Linked DNA regions of Mus musculus: regions 2 and 3 are each linked to region 1. The links are chromatin contacts, called in public HiChIP or PLAC-seq and Micro-C maps. All regions are on one chromosome and are shown on one strand. Each heading gives the region's core, a stretch centred on a gene start, on an enhancer-like site or on the middle of the called end of the contact. The rest is flanking DNA. Distances are from core to core; before and after follow the strand shown. Region 1 holds the start of Dusp9 (dual specificity phosphatase 9). Region 2 overlaps Atp2b3 (ATPase, Ca++ transporting, plasma membrane 3). Region 3 overlaps Atp2b3 (ATPase, Ca++ transporting, plasma membrane 3).

Region 1 (4,394 bases), core at 444-2,943:
TGGCACTGCAACGAGGCATGCGTTGGGCACTGAGCACTGACTTTGGAGACGGAGCATCAGTCATCCTCTCCTATCCTATGCTAGAATTGGGGCCTTGCCAGCAGGCGCCTGGGACTAGGTGTAGGGAAAATATTCTTCAGGTGTGGACAGGAGTGGAACGGGTTATTGATGCCTAGGCTCCCCGTACCTTCATGGAGAGGTGCCTCTCTCCCATGCTCATCCTCCAGGGCAGTTCCTATCACTTCCTCTAGAAAGCCTACTCCGGAGAGCACAGCTAGATTTCTGGGAATACCAGTATTTCCCTCTTGTTGGAGATCCTCCCTCCAAGTACACAACCTCCAGGATTGGGAGGGTAAGATACTGTCTCTTCAGCTGTCTGCATCCATGGCCTCATGCCACCACTAACTTGTCCACAACATAATCAAGCCCCAGTCAGCTCTTGCCAACACTTGGCGTTCTCATTTTGAGAACATTCTACTAATGTAGTGACTGGGAAGTATTTCCCTATTTTTTTGAATTGGCTTTCCTTCCATGCCTGAGCTTCAACCTTTCCCCATATATTCTTACCCCATCACATTCCTTCCTTTGGGCAGAGTATGCAGTCCTTGAGTTCCTTACCCATTTATCTACGGGGTCTTAACCCTTTGATTATTTTGTGCGAGCTTTATCTTATCTGTTGTGTGTTTTCCTTTAAAACTGTTATTTGCTTTTCTTGGGCTTTTAGCAGAGAAAGGACACATGGCCAGATGGGGCTTTTTTAGAAGCCTCCCCTGCCTCTCCTTTCATTGTCAGCACTTATCACCCCGATATCTGGTCCAGTGCCTTTGCTTATTGTTAGTGTGTCCTGCTGGACTAGAACACCCAGGCAAGGAGAGCCCTTGTGTGTCTTTCCTGTTCATCACCTGTCCAGTGGGCTGGCTGGAGGCCACCAGCCTTAGTGGACTGAATGGTGCTCTGGAATGGGGCAGGGTGGAGACACGCTGAAGTTTCAAAAACTGGGACAGTGACTTGTATAGTCATGACCACTAGAAAAGCCAGAAGGAGAATGGGGATGGGGACATATTGCAGTAAAACGACTTCTTTCCACGTGGATCCATCCAGGGGCTTATGGGAAAGAGGCTTTGGGGAGGCGCCCCTCTTCACCTGATAAGAGCACAGTGTCTCAGTTTAGAGTTGGGTGCTCGGAATTCTTGTGTACCTTTAGCTAGGCCTGTACAAATGAAGCCCAGATGGAAATAGCACACCCAGGAGCTGCCTTGTGCCTTCAGTTTTTTAGTGGCATCTCACAGTAAAATACATTAGAAGGCTCTGATTGGCCCATTATACAGATGGGGGCCATCTAGTTCCAGGTAGTTCAGCATTATTGAGTTGTTTGAGACAGTTTCTGGTTCTGGGGCTCTGGGCTTTTGTCCCCACCCCTCTTCCTGCTTCCAGGGACCAGACTGGCGCCAAGCAGGGGCAACTGCAACATGTCCCCTGCTGGGCCCCCGACCTGCCCTTGGCCTCTGCCCTGACCCTGTCCCGCCTGGGTGGAAGCCCTAGCTCAGCCTGCGGCTTGCAACTCCCACCAGGCTTTTCCTTAGCCCTGGTTGGCTCTCCTGCTCCCTGAGCCCGCCCCACCGCCCCGCCCCGTCCCGCCCCTTTGAGCTGCTACTTAGTCGGTCCGAAGGCAGAGCCTTCCAAGGTGGAATCTGGATTCTGCTGCCAGGAAGCGGCCGGCGCACGAGTGGCGCGAGGCTTGGCTTCCACGTGCGAGCCTGCTCCACCACCCCGCCCTCTCCGAGCGCCCAAGCCTGGGGGATCCGTCTCCATGAACGATACCTACGCCCTGCCGTGGCACTAGCTGTGGCCAGGACGTCCGGGTGCAGTCGCCTGCCTCTGGATCTCGCTCCAGGTCTCTCCTTTTGTTCTCTCCTGGGGTGGGTAGGAGTGGGGCCGAGTCAGCTCTTACGGGACTCGCCGAGGCCCACAACCTCGGTGACCCTCTTGTTCTCTGGGTCTTCCGGGCTTTAGAGGAGAGCCGGGCCTTGAACCCAACTTCTCCACACATCCAAAATTGAACTTGGGGAGTGATGGAGATCAGAGCAAATGAGAAAGTCAGAAAAGGGGTGTGGAGGGAACTGGTTTTAGTCCTCCTAGCACTTCAGAGACCGGTAGACGCCCAGCTATCTTCTGGGGTATGTCTCACGAAAACTCCATGTAAGCGGGGCAGGGAGCAGCGCCCAAGTGGCGGCAGCCTCGGGTCTTTTTCCAGGGGCGCCTTCCTTGGTGTTCTCACTGTGGGTGGAGCGCGAGGAGAGAAGCAGGCGGTAGAGGAATGTCCCTGCGGGGACACTGAAAGCCTGCCCTCAGGACAGGGGTTGACTTCCCGCCTCAGTAGCCTGATCCACGCTGCAGGAGTAGAGACAAACTTGCCCTCACTCCGCGCCTTGCCTCTCTCCACAGCACCCACTGCCCGACGTGCAGGACGCTGCGCGACCATGGAGAGTCTGAGTCGGTCATGCCTGTGGCTGCGTCAGGAGCTGTCGTCCCCGCGCCCACAGCTTCTGCTGCTGGACTGCCGCAGCCGGGAGCTGTATGAGTCGGCGCGCATCTGCGGGGCGCTGAGCGTGGCCCTGCCCTCGCTGATGCTGCGCCGCCTGCGGAGGGGGAGCATGTCGGTGCGGTCGCTCTTGCCTGGGCCACCACTGCAGCCTCCCCCACCGGCCCCTGTGCTCCTGTACGACCAGGGTAGCAGTGGCCAGTGCCATCGTGAAGCAGCGGAGGCTGAAGCGAAGGCCGAACCTAAGGCTGAAGCGGAGGCCGAACCTAAGGCTGAAGCGGAGGCCGAACCTAAGGCTGAAGCGGAGAACGAAGCGGAGGCTAAAGCGGAGGCCAAAGCGGAGGCCAAAGCGGAGGCTAAAGCGGAGGCCAAAGCGGAGGCCAAAGCGGAGGCCAAAGCGGAGGCTAAAGCGGAGGCCAAAGCGGAGGCCAAAGAAGAGTGGGATGCTGACTCGGTGCTGGGCGTCCTGCTCCAGAAGCTGCGGGAAGAAGGCTACCCAGCATACTACCTACAGGGTAAGTGAGGGTCAGTGGCCTGAGAGAGCACTCTGGAGAGGCCTCAGGTCAGGAGAAAAGATCCTTCTTTCCAAGGGGATTTCATAATTACTTTATCCTTCAGCAAACTCAATCTTATTTTGTCTAAAATATAGGGTAAGCGCCTCCCTCCTGATAACCTGCCCAACAGCTTTTGGGGAGGCAGAGCTGACCGTGACCTTGGGCAAGTCCTTCATCCCTCCAAGCCCATTTATAAGTCTGGATAATGGGGAGAATTGACCTGAAACAACCTGGTTCACAGGATAATGCCCCAAGACTAAGGGCTGCATTGGGCACTTATCAGCCAAAGAAACAGTCACTAATGCTGAGTGAGGGTGGATGGCTGTCTATAGCACAGCACATGTGGTTTAAACAAATCTGCTGGCTTATGCGTTCCCTTTGGCAATATCTGCAACCCCCACCCCGGAGAGCTGTGTGGTGTCAGCTCCCTAGCCCCAGCTAGGGATACTTGGCTGCCCAGAGGCTATATTAACTAGTAAGACCTCGCCCTTCTTTCCTGACAGGTGGCTTCAGCAAGTTCCAGGCCGAGTGTCCTCACCTGTGTGAAACCAGCTTCAGTGGTCGTGCCGGCTCAGGCCTGGGCTCAATGTCTAGCCCAGTGCCTGTGGTGGGGCTAGGTGGCCTGTGCTTGAGCTCTGATTTCTCTGATGCAGAGTCTGAGGCTGACCGTGACACCTTGAGCTGTGGCCTAGATTCTGAGAACACCACATCCCCTCCAGCTGGGCTGCTACCACCCTTCCCAGTCCAGATCCTGCCCAATCTCTACCTAGGCAGTGCTCGAGATTCAGCCAATTTGGAGAGCCTGGCCAAGCTTGGCATCCGCTATATCCTCAATGTCACCCCCAACCTTCCTAACCTCTTTGAGAAGAATGGTGACTTCCACTACAAGCAGATCCCCATCTCTGACCATTGGAGCCAGAATCTGTCCCAGTTCTTTCCGGAGGCCATTGCATTCATTGGTAAGTCCTCCCTACTTTGTCCCCCTGTCCCTCCCCCTCCACAATCTCCACCCACCAGACTGATTCTTGGCCTCTCGTCCTCCTGACTCCATTCCCAGAGCCCACGTGACACTTGGGGAGGTGGGGGTAGAGCTCAGGTCAACTGCCAGTGAGAGAGATCCTTCAGATATGGTCTCGGCAGGGTAGGGAGGCAGTGATGGTGATCCCAGAAATTCGTATAGCTTTGGTCTCACTCATAGTGACCCTTAGGGGGTGTTTCTGTTCTGTCCTGTTTTACCTAGATGAGGCCTTGTCGCAGAACTGTGGGGTGCTCGTCCACTGTCTGGCAGGGGTCAGCCG
Region 2 (4,149 bases), core at 191-2,690, 65 kb before region 1:
CTTTATGCTGAGCTATGGGGTTCAGAAAAGGCCCTGGGAACCCGCATCATCTGTTCTGATTCTTGTACAGTCTTCAGGCCGAGAGACCTGTCTCATCGGAAGCTTCTCTTTATAAAGCATTATACTATATGGAATGGCTTGGTCAACTGTGTTCAGTTCATAAATATGTTTTACATTTTTATCTGCCTGTTAAAAATGAACAAAATATCTTAATGAGGAAGACCACAGATGCATAATAAATTAAAATCTGTAGTTGAATTTCCTAATTTAAAGAATAGATCAAAAATTTTGTGTATAAAAAAATGAATGGGTCTGAGTCACATGTGTAATTTATTATTTGGTAATTTCCCATGTGGAACCAAACAAAGGTGTCTGCATGCCATTGAGCCATAGCAGAAGAAGGCACTGGCATGGCCTCCCCTGTGCCTGCTATCCTGATGAATTCTATAGCAAGAAAGGGCACTGACCCTGTGGGCAAGAGATGCTACACCTGTGCTGCCTCCCAGTGATTGGTTCAACCACGTAAAGCCTGCTGAAAATATTCAGGCCACTGTCCTTGTATGGATCAGTGGGAGCATTGTGACAATTCTGTCTTCAGAACTTTTTCAGCTTTTCTAACTTAAACTCCATGCCATTTATCACCAACTTCCCATTTCTCTTCCCCAATCCCCTATTCTATTGTCTGTTGGCAAATCTGGCTGCAACATTATCAAATAAGGTCTCTCCTAGAAGTAGGATGAGAGACGTATTTGTCCTTTTATCACTGGCTCATTTCACTGAGCATCATATCCTGAAAGGTCATCCATGCTCTAGCAGGTGTCAACCTTCAGTTCCTTTTTAAGGCTGGATAATATTCCATTGCTTTCACAGACATGCTGTGTTTAGCCACATAATCACAAATGCGTGCGTTGCTCCCACATTTTAGACATTATGACTAATGCTACTGTGAACCTGGGTACACAAACTGCTCTTTGAGAGTGGTTTTCTTCAGGAAATGATATATACCCAGCCACAAGGTTGCTAGAACTTGTTGTATTGGGCATGTTCATATGCTCTCTCTCTCTCTCTCTCTCTCTCTCTCTCTCTCTCTCTCTCTCTCTCTCTGCATGTATGTGTGTGTGTGCACGCGCGTGCATTTACATCCTCATCACCAAAGTGCCCGATTTCTAATCATTGACTTCCTCTTTGTCCTAAAGCCACAGAAACAAAGCCCAGCATTTCATCCTCACTTACTCTTAGTTCCTCTGTCCTTCCTTCTTCAGATCCCCTTGAATGGCTACGCATAGACATCCAGGTTCTGTAGCACCCTCTTTGGGCCAGGAATAGCTACATAAATAGTTCTGTGGCTGGGCCTTACAAATGACCACCATGGTTACAGCACTCTACACATCCTCCTGACCTTCTCACCATATTTCTATTTTCTTTAAAATGTATTTCTCTTGATGTGGCTATGTGTATGGGCATGCATGTGCAGTGCCTGTGAAGATCAGAAGAGGGCACCAGATCCCCTGGAGCTGGAGTTACTAGCTATTGGAAACCTCACTCAGGGTCCCTGAAGGAGCAGCAAGTTCTAGCAACCACTGAGCCATCTCTCAGGAGGCCATCTTCATGGTATTTCCATTTCTCAGATACACACAGTGTCCTTTTATATTTATTAGTACCAGAAGACAATTTTCCAGGGCAAGAGTCAAAAAGAAGAACCATGGTTCCAAAGATCCCTTAAGTCTCTGCTTCAACAGCAAAAAGGGAAGCAGCACAGCTTGAGTCATAAGACTAAGGAAGTCTAGACAAGACAAATTCGATATCAACACAACTGGCTCCACATGAAGAGATAAGATGCGATGTTGCCCATAAAGCATGAATGTGTCCTTAGTCAAATGGCTGGGAGCATGAGCATGAACACACTACAGCAGCAGAGCCTAGGGAATGGGAGGAAGGTCTGTATGTCTTGGAGCAGTTTTGAAAGACTTCATACTGGGGCCGGAAAAAAAAAAAAAAACAAGAGAAATGTATCCTCTTACAGTTCTAGAGGCTCAAAGTCCAAAACCAAGGCATTAGTGAGGTCAAGCGTCCTCTGAGGGCCCGTGAGGAGAATGTGTTCCAGACCTTTCTTTTGTTTTCTGGTAACATCTAGGTGTTACTGGATTGGTAGACCCTTTACTCTACTTCTGCCTGTCTTCATCTCGCCCCTTCATCTGCCTATGTCTCTTCTCTTACAAGGACAGTGGTTTGTGGATCAGAGCCCACCATAGTGGCCTCACTTAGCTTGATTTCAGGGCAAGGACATGAGTTGAGAAACACAACTCAATGCACCATAGCTAGGAAGAAAGGGGCCAGGCAATTCTCCGGACCTGGTTGTCCTCCTCCTCGTTCCATTGGGTTCATGGGCTAAGTAAGACTAGGCTACTTATCACTAAGCTGTAAGATATGTTCTGCACCACAAGATCCTGGAAGCTTTGGGTTCTAGAATATCTTATCTCAGTCTGTCATTGCTGACCTTTTAAACCTGAATAAAGGAGATGGAAGACTGTCATTTTTTAATCTCCACTAGTCTGTTTACAAAAGCCTTGGCAACAGGAAGAAAAAATCCAAAAGACCCAGATTATAACAATGTCTTTAATTTCATAAGGCCTAGAAATGAGGCCTTTTGCTCACTGTGCCATGGGCCAAATGACAACCAGTGAGCTGACAGGACCAGAGGTCAGCACACAAATAACACCAAGTCAGGCCAGCAAGACTTCTGGGCAATTTGACAGGCACACAGCACATGGGAGGATTCTAAAATAGCAGTCACAGTCAGGTTATCTGGTACAACCAGCTCAATTTACAAAGTAGAAACTGAGTCCCAAGGAGAGGGAAACTGCTGATAACCAGTGGGGAAGGAAATACCAGGTTTCTAGGTGCTGTGCACTGTATGGGGCACTCTCAATGGGAGGGATGCCTGTTCCAACCCCTGCAGAGCTGTATCAACTATCCCATGCTGTGCTCTGAAAAGGCCCTGAGAAGGCAGAGTGAAGAAGAGCCCTCTTTAAGGTTAAACAGCCTCACCCATCCACCACTGCTATTCCAAGGGAAGGGTTCTGCCTTCTGAGAGCTGAGAAAACACCTTTTGTAGAACAGATGACCTCAAAGCATCAAGATGGGTACAGGGCTGAGGGGTAGCTCAACGATAGAGCACAACAGGAAACAAGTAAAAATGTGGGGTGGCTGAAGCCTAGGACGGGGACTCAAAGGCCTGTCGGGGAAGATAAACCAAGAGCAGAACATCTGTCCTGAAAGTCTGTTTAAGCACAGTTAGTGCAGTGTGGGGGAAGGGGAGGGGGAGGAGGAGGAAGGGGAGGAGGAAGAAGGAGAGGGGGAGAGGGAGGGGGAGGGGGGAGGGGGGAGGGTAGTCAATGCTAAAAACAGGTCTGGCAAGGAACTTGAAAACAGCAGACTACAGAAAGACAGCCTGGATTTCAGCCCCTCACTCTATGCTCAGAGCTCATACCCTAGGCCCTAGGCCTGCCACAGGTGTCCTTCAGGAGTCTCAGCCACACTGGATAGGTAAAGTGGAAAAGGGGCACTCTTATAACAGTGGCACTCAGAGGTAGATCCATGTGTACAGTTTATAGCAACCAGTCATTCAGGTTAAAGGCTAAGACAGAAAAGATAAGAAAGCACAAGATGTAGAACAGCCTGTGAGGAGCTGAGGACTAACCTGGAAAGGACAGAGGTACAGGACAGCTGAAAAAGGTGGCTGCACACTCCTCCATCCCATTTCCTGGCTTGCTTGGAAGGGTGGCCTGTACCTCCCAAAGCATGTCAACTGTGTCTCAGGATTGGTGGCAAGAGGACCTAGGGGGCTTCTGTTAGGTCCACCACTGTGAGCACTCCCAGAGGGAACGTTAGAGGCCTAGCCCTCTTCTACATGCCTCTTGAAGACTCTCTCCACACCAGATATAGTGTCAAGAGGCCACTTTTGTATTCAGAAGAGTCCAGAGGTCACCTGACCAGCTGTGTAATGAACAAAACACTTAGGCAAGTCACTAGGAGGAGCCACAAAGCATGCAGTTCCACATTCCTGTCAGGTCATTCCTGAGACCTGAACTTCCTCCCATAAAGGTGTTCAGTGAAGAGATAAATGAAGGTGTCGCCTGTGTGTTCCTG
Region 3 (4,602 bases), core at 1,725-4,224, 110 kb before region 1:
GGAAGAGGAAGCCATCACCTCTGTCTGTATATTTGTGCTTAAACTTGGGCTTAGTTAAGAGGAACCAGGAAAAAAGGGGGGATTCAGTGTGGGGCTCAAGTTGAAGGGGTCCTTCTCCATGCAAGGAAGGGGTGGCCTAAGGATTGCTTAGAGACATTTGAGTCTTGTGGGAAAGGCAGACCAAAACTAGGGCCCCATAGTCACATGGTACCGTTAGCAGTAGTGGTGCCTGGGACTGGGGTGATTGCCCGGAGGTGAAGTGCTTGCTCTGCAAACCTGAGGTCATGAGTTTGAGTTTTCAGCTCCCATGTAAAAAGCAGAGCATGGAGTGTGTTCCTGCAGTCGCGGCACTGAGGAGACAGAGATAAGAAAATCTGTGGGGCTTGTGTATCAGCCAGCCTAGCAAATCAGTGAACTCTAGTTTCAGTGAAAGACTCTGTCACAATTTGGTAGAGAGCAGCTGAGGAAGACACTAGACGTTTACCTTTAGTCATTAGCATATATGAGCACATGCACTCACGCACACACACACGAACATACACGAACATAAGTGACAGCAATAACAGGCTGTCCCAGAGAGATATGAGCCTGAGTCAGTGCAGGTCTCACACCAGTGAGCCTCTGCATGAAACATGGTGAGAGTACTCTAGAATATCCAGAGTGGAAGTCTGACTGCCATCTTGAGTCCTTAACTCCCTGGTGCTGGGGTTTTCTGTGGTGAGACTAGGGTCCTCAAAGAGCTAACTCTAGCCTCAGATTTCAGGAACTGGAATCCTTTCAAGCCCATCTGACACTAGCTTGGCAGGGTTACTGGACCTAACCCATCCTGGTGCCAGGTTTGCTTCTCAGCCAATGCTGATTGATTTTATCAGCTGCACATTTAGTTGTGACACTTTGGTGCACTCAGTCCTGCAAGTCCTGGCTGCCACCACCTGTATTCCTCCTGTTCCCTGGATCCCCTGTCCTACCCAACCCAGAGCCTCTAGGGCGGGCACACACCAGATGCTCTTACTCTAGTCTTGCCCCGAGTGGATTGAAGAAAGCATCATCTGTCCATAGGCAGTAGTGCATGGGCCCAAGGGAGCATTAGAGAGAGGGGAAGGCAAGCCCATGGGCCAGGTTAAGAACTCAAGGTATGATGGTCTCCCTGGGCCATCTGAGTCTTCCTGAACTAAGCTGTAGAACTGCTACACCCATGGACAACCTACTCAGCCTGCCTACCACACATGCCCTCGAACACACGCATGCACGCACGCACACACTCACCAGCCTGAAGCAGCATTCTGTCAGGGCAGATGGCTGGGCTCCATGCCAAAGGATCTCTTTCCTTCCTTCTCCTTGCCCCCCCCCCCCCCGAGGACTTAGGGCCTCTGAGAAGGCTGGGGTAGAGGGCTATTTAGATGCAAGGGCTCTGGCCTCTCCCAGATCAAAGGAAACAGATGGGCTTCAGCTGGCAGCTCTTCCCTCTGCCTGTCAGGCCTTGTTAAATATTTAAAATGTCAAGGCCCCTGGGAACCTGCCCGATTCTGCCACAGAGCTCCAGTGCTCATCTGGTGCCTCTAAATGGGGTGGGTATAGAGAAGAGCAGGTGCCCAGGTGGGTGGTTCAGCCCCGAACAAGCCTCTGAGACCCTAAGTCCCTATGGCAGCTTAAGGACCAGCCCTTTCCCCCCCCCCCCAGGCTCCTTGGGCCCAGCTGTGTGAGGCAAGGAGCAGGTGACTCTCACTCCTCCATTTCCTTGGCTCAGCAAACCTTGAGCAGGCAGGCTCCTCAGCAGGCCTTCTTAGAGGGAGGGCTTAACTGTACTCCAGGCCCCATGCCAATCCCCTGGAGCCCAGAAGGGGCTTGACAGAAGACAAGGGAGCCATGTTGGTAGAGGGGACTTTGGCAGTTATTGCACTAATCCACTAATCTCTTAGCCTCTGTAGCGATTCAGAGGATTCCAGAACCCATGCTGAAGAAGGACCTACCTGCTGCTCAAGAACCTTGGGGTAGGCTGGTAAGGGGGCTCAGTGCCATGCCCCTGTCTTGCCTGTTCTCCGCAGGCAGTCCAAAGGAGAGAGCAGATTAGCCGAGAGCCAACACAATGTGGTCCTAATCCAATTCTGATGGCATCTGGCCTCTGCTCTAGGCAAGCAGCCCCTGTGTGTCCGTGCCAAACATCCACCCTCTGTCCCCATATCTTGGACCTGCTAGGAGGGCATGTGCTTGGAACGAGAAGGGCCACAGCTAGCTGCTTTCTCTACTACACACGAAACATGGCAGTGTGGCACCTGTTAGGACCCCCAATCCCACAGAAAGGCCCGAACTTCAGGGTCAATCTGAAGGCAGCTGCCAGTGTCAGGCAAAGGAGATAGTGAAGCATTACTGCGGTGGGAAGGCCGATCCAAGGCCAAGGGCAAGGCAGAGGAGGGGAAGGGAGTGAGTTCCTGGGGAAAAGAGCCTAAGGGCCTTACTGGCCTTGGGGACAATCTGGGCATGTGAAGTAGGATAGTCAGGAAGCAGAGTCACATGGTGCCATGGGAATCATGGGCTTTCTAGAAGTTAGAATGGGTCACTTCCCCTCTCTGGGGGCTCCAGGCCAAGGGCAGTGTAAACCCCAAGTGTCTAGGAGCTCAGAGTTCTGGTACATCCCTTGTAATGTTGCACCTCTCATAGCTCCTTTAGTTGAAGGAGAAAAGGCTTAATCTGGAGGAAAGGTTGCCCCACCCCCAGCTTGGTCCTTGTCCCCACCACTGCTACCACAGAGACTGAAGCCTCCAAGACATCCTACTGGGGAAGCTCTGGGACTTCAGAAAGAGGCCTTTGGCCCCAGCAGAAATCTGAGCTGCCAGCCCAGGCCAGGCTCAATGAGGCCAGGGAGAGAACGGCAGGAACAGCTGCAGCCCTTCTGGGTGGGAAGGACACTGTGTGGCTAGATGGTGTGAACGTGCCAAGGCTGTGCTGGTTGTGACTTTTGCTCTTCTCAGTTCTCAGTTCTTCCACTTCATTCAAGCTCCACCCTGATCCTCTGCAGAAGGCCCGCTGCCAGCACTTCCTTATTGGTGATTGGTCTGGGACTGAGTCTTATAAGCCTTACTGAACTCAGCCTGCTGTGCATGCCCCATGGATTGGGTGACCCTTTATCTCACCACTCAGCTACTTCAGCAGGTGGTCAAAGCCATGCCAGTGACTACTGATGGGAACTTCAAGCTGCCATCCATTAGGTGTCAGTATGGAGCTGGTCCCTTAGGGGCATAGCACTGGAGTCCTGGGTGAACTTAAGAAGGGACTGGATCAGCCTGTAGGAGTGTAGCATCATCTCCCTTGCCTGAGATCTATGTAGAGGTTCCCTCCAGAGCCCTGAAGCCTAGAGTGAAGGTCCTCTCTGCCTTTGGACCCTGCATTGACTGAAGTGTCTCATGTTAAGACTGAGAGGGCCTGCACTGGAACCTCCTTTTCCTCTCCCCTCCTTGTTCTCAGTATTGACAGTCTCCTTAGCCTCAGCCATCCCCATTTCTCATGCTCAGGGATGACAAGTGACAGAATTGGATGAGAAGGGGTCATTGTGAGACCAAAGGAAACCATGAGGCTCCTGGAGGAGGTTGGCCACTGAATTTTGCAGAGCATCTCTAGGTGTACGTTCATGTGGCCTCCAGATCAAAGCTCATGTTTGGCCCCAGGGCCAAGCTCTGAGAAGGTGTAAAGTATAGGGAATTCGTGTGCCTAGGCACTTCCTAGGCACTGTGGGCACCTGACCTTGGCTTATCCTCTCCTCAATCCTGGCACAATAGCTCAGCCTCTGTGAAACCCTGTTGTCCTTTCCTGGTGCTGGTCCTTTCGATCTCCAGCAGAGTCCCTCTCACCATCCACTGTGGAACAGCCTCCATGCACAACATAGTGGATTGGTTTCTCAGACCACAGCTTGGTATGCAATGCCACAGACTTCTGATTTTGCTTCTTATGGCTGGCTGGCTCCATACTTCCATCTCAATGAGCTTCGAGAGTCTTCCTCATCTCCTCACAAGATAATCTCCTGTGTAGATCACTGGACCTAAGAACTTTCTCTCACACTCATTCTTTCTGCTCCTTTCATGAGAAACTTCTAGAAAGTAGGCCTCCATCCACCTCCAGAAGACTTTGCTCTATCTTTTTCAACAAGCTATGCTTCTGGACACACCCATGTCCCTGGTCCCTGGTTCCCTTGTGCTTTGCTCCTTTTGCAAGTTAGGCTATGTGGCCCTGACTGTCTTTGAACCAAGCAGGCCGTAGAGTAGGGTGGCCAAGGTCCAGGGGCTGCTTCACTTTTAAGGTGCCAGTGTTGCAAACGCTCAGTCCCATCTTGCAGGCCTGTGTGGGGCCTAGTGGCCAGCACTCTGCAAGAGACATAGACTCTAAGTGTTAGCATAAAACTTGGCCAATATTACCTGGACCCCCTAGATTGATGATATCTCCACAAATCCACTGAAGCCACCTAGGTATTGGTTCACCTACTTTCTACCCCAACCCAGGAAGCCTCTAGCTGCTGTCTTATCTATCCTTGGCCATGTAGTACCCTCATAGGTCCTTGCTGTTCTTTCCCTTGTTGGGTGTTATCACTTCTCTGCCAGCATCTCTCCCAGA

The links. Hi-C and Micro-C count contacts between places; a contact is called where the count stands out from the background. HiChIP or PLAC-seq counts read pairs in DNA pulled down with a chosen protein or histone mark.
Region 2: an H3K27ac HiChIP or PLAC-seq map of trophoblast stem cells shows a contact between it and region 1, with 27 read pairs. The contact joins the enhancer-like site here to the promoter of Dusp9 in region 1. A contact is called at or near these places in 11 of 39 promoter capture datasets (the HPC-7 cell line, HPC-7-derived erythroid cells, embryonic stem cells and 4 more), 29 of 484 Hi-C or Micro-C datasets (B cells, the C10 cell line, CD4 T cells and 20 more), 13 of 115 datasets of contacts at active chromatin or transcription factors (bone marrow-derived macrophages, embryonic limb bud, embryonic stem cells and 4 more) and 2 of 9 other capture datasets (embryonic stem cells and macrophages).
Region 3: a contact with region 1 is called in a Micro-C map of muscle stem cells, with 5 times the contacts expected there. The contact joins the enhancer-like site here to the promoter of Dusp9 in region 1. A contact is called at or near these places in 2 of 39 promoter capture datasets (embryonic stem cells and hematopoietic stem and progenitor cells), 3 of 484 Hi-C or Micro-C datasets (bone marrow-derived macrophages, embryonic fibroblasts and muscle stem cells) and 1 of 115 datasets of contacts at active chromatin or transcription factors (embryonic stem cells).

What each region holds. Positions count from the first base shown.
Region 1 is chrX:73,637,748-73,642,141 of GRCm38.p6, forward strand. Dusp9 (dual specificity phosphatase 9) reads left to right here and starts at 1,694. Exons shown (of 4, transcript NM_029352.3): 1 at 1,694-1,894; 2 at 2,446-3,057; 3 at 3,600-4,055; 4 at 4,337-4,394. The coding sequence starts at 2,481.
Region 2 is chrX:73,572,956-73,577,104 of GRCm38.p6, forward strand. It overlaps Atp2b3 (ATPase, Ca++ transporting, plasma membrane 3), which reads left to right. Exons shown (of 21, transcript NM_177236.4): 21 at 1-315. Among named protein-coding and RNA genes, the nearest start is that of Gm52443, 7.7 kb to the right of the region's middle. Within about 2 kb of position 1,441, at least 17 of the 459 cell types and tissues checked have an H3K27ac peak or open chromatin away from gene starts, as enhancers often do. A contact at or near this core is called in bone marrow-derived macrophages and trophoblast stem cells, where this site is marked.
Region 3 is chrX:73,523,592-73,528,193 of GRCm38.p6, forward strand. All of the region lies in intron 2 of Atp2b3 (ATPase, Ca++ transporting, plasma membrane 3), which reads left to right. Among named protein-coding and RNA genes, the nearest start is that of Atp2b3, 23 kb to the left of the region's middle. Within about 2 kb of position 2,975, at least 17 of the 459 cell types and tissues checked have an H3K27ac peak or open chromatin away from gene starts, as enhancers often do. A contact at or near this core is called in muscle stem cells, where this site is marked.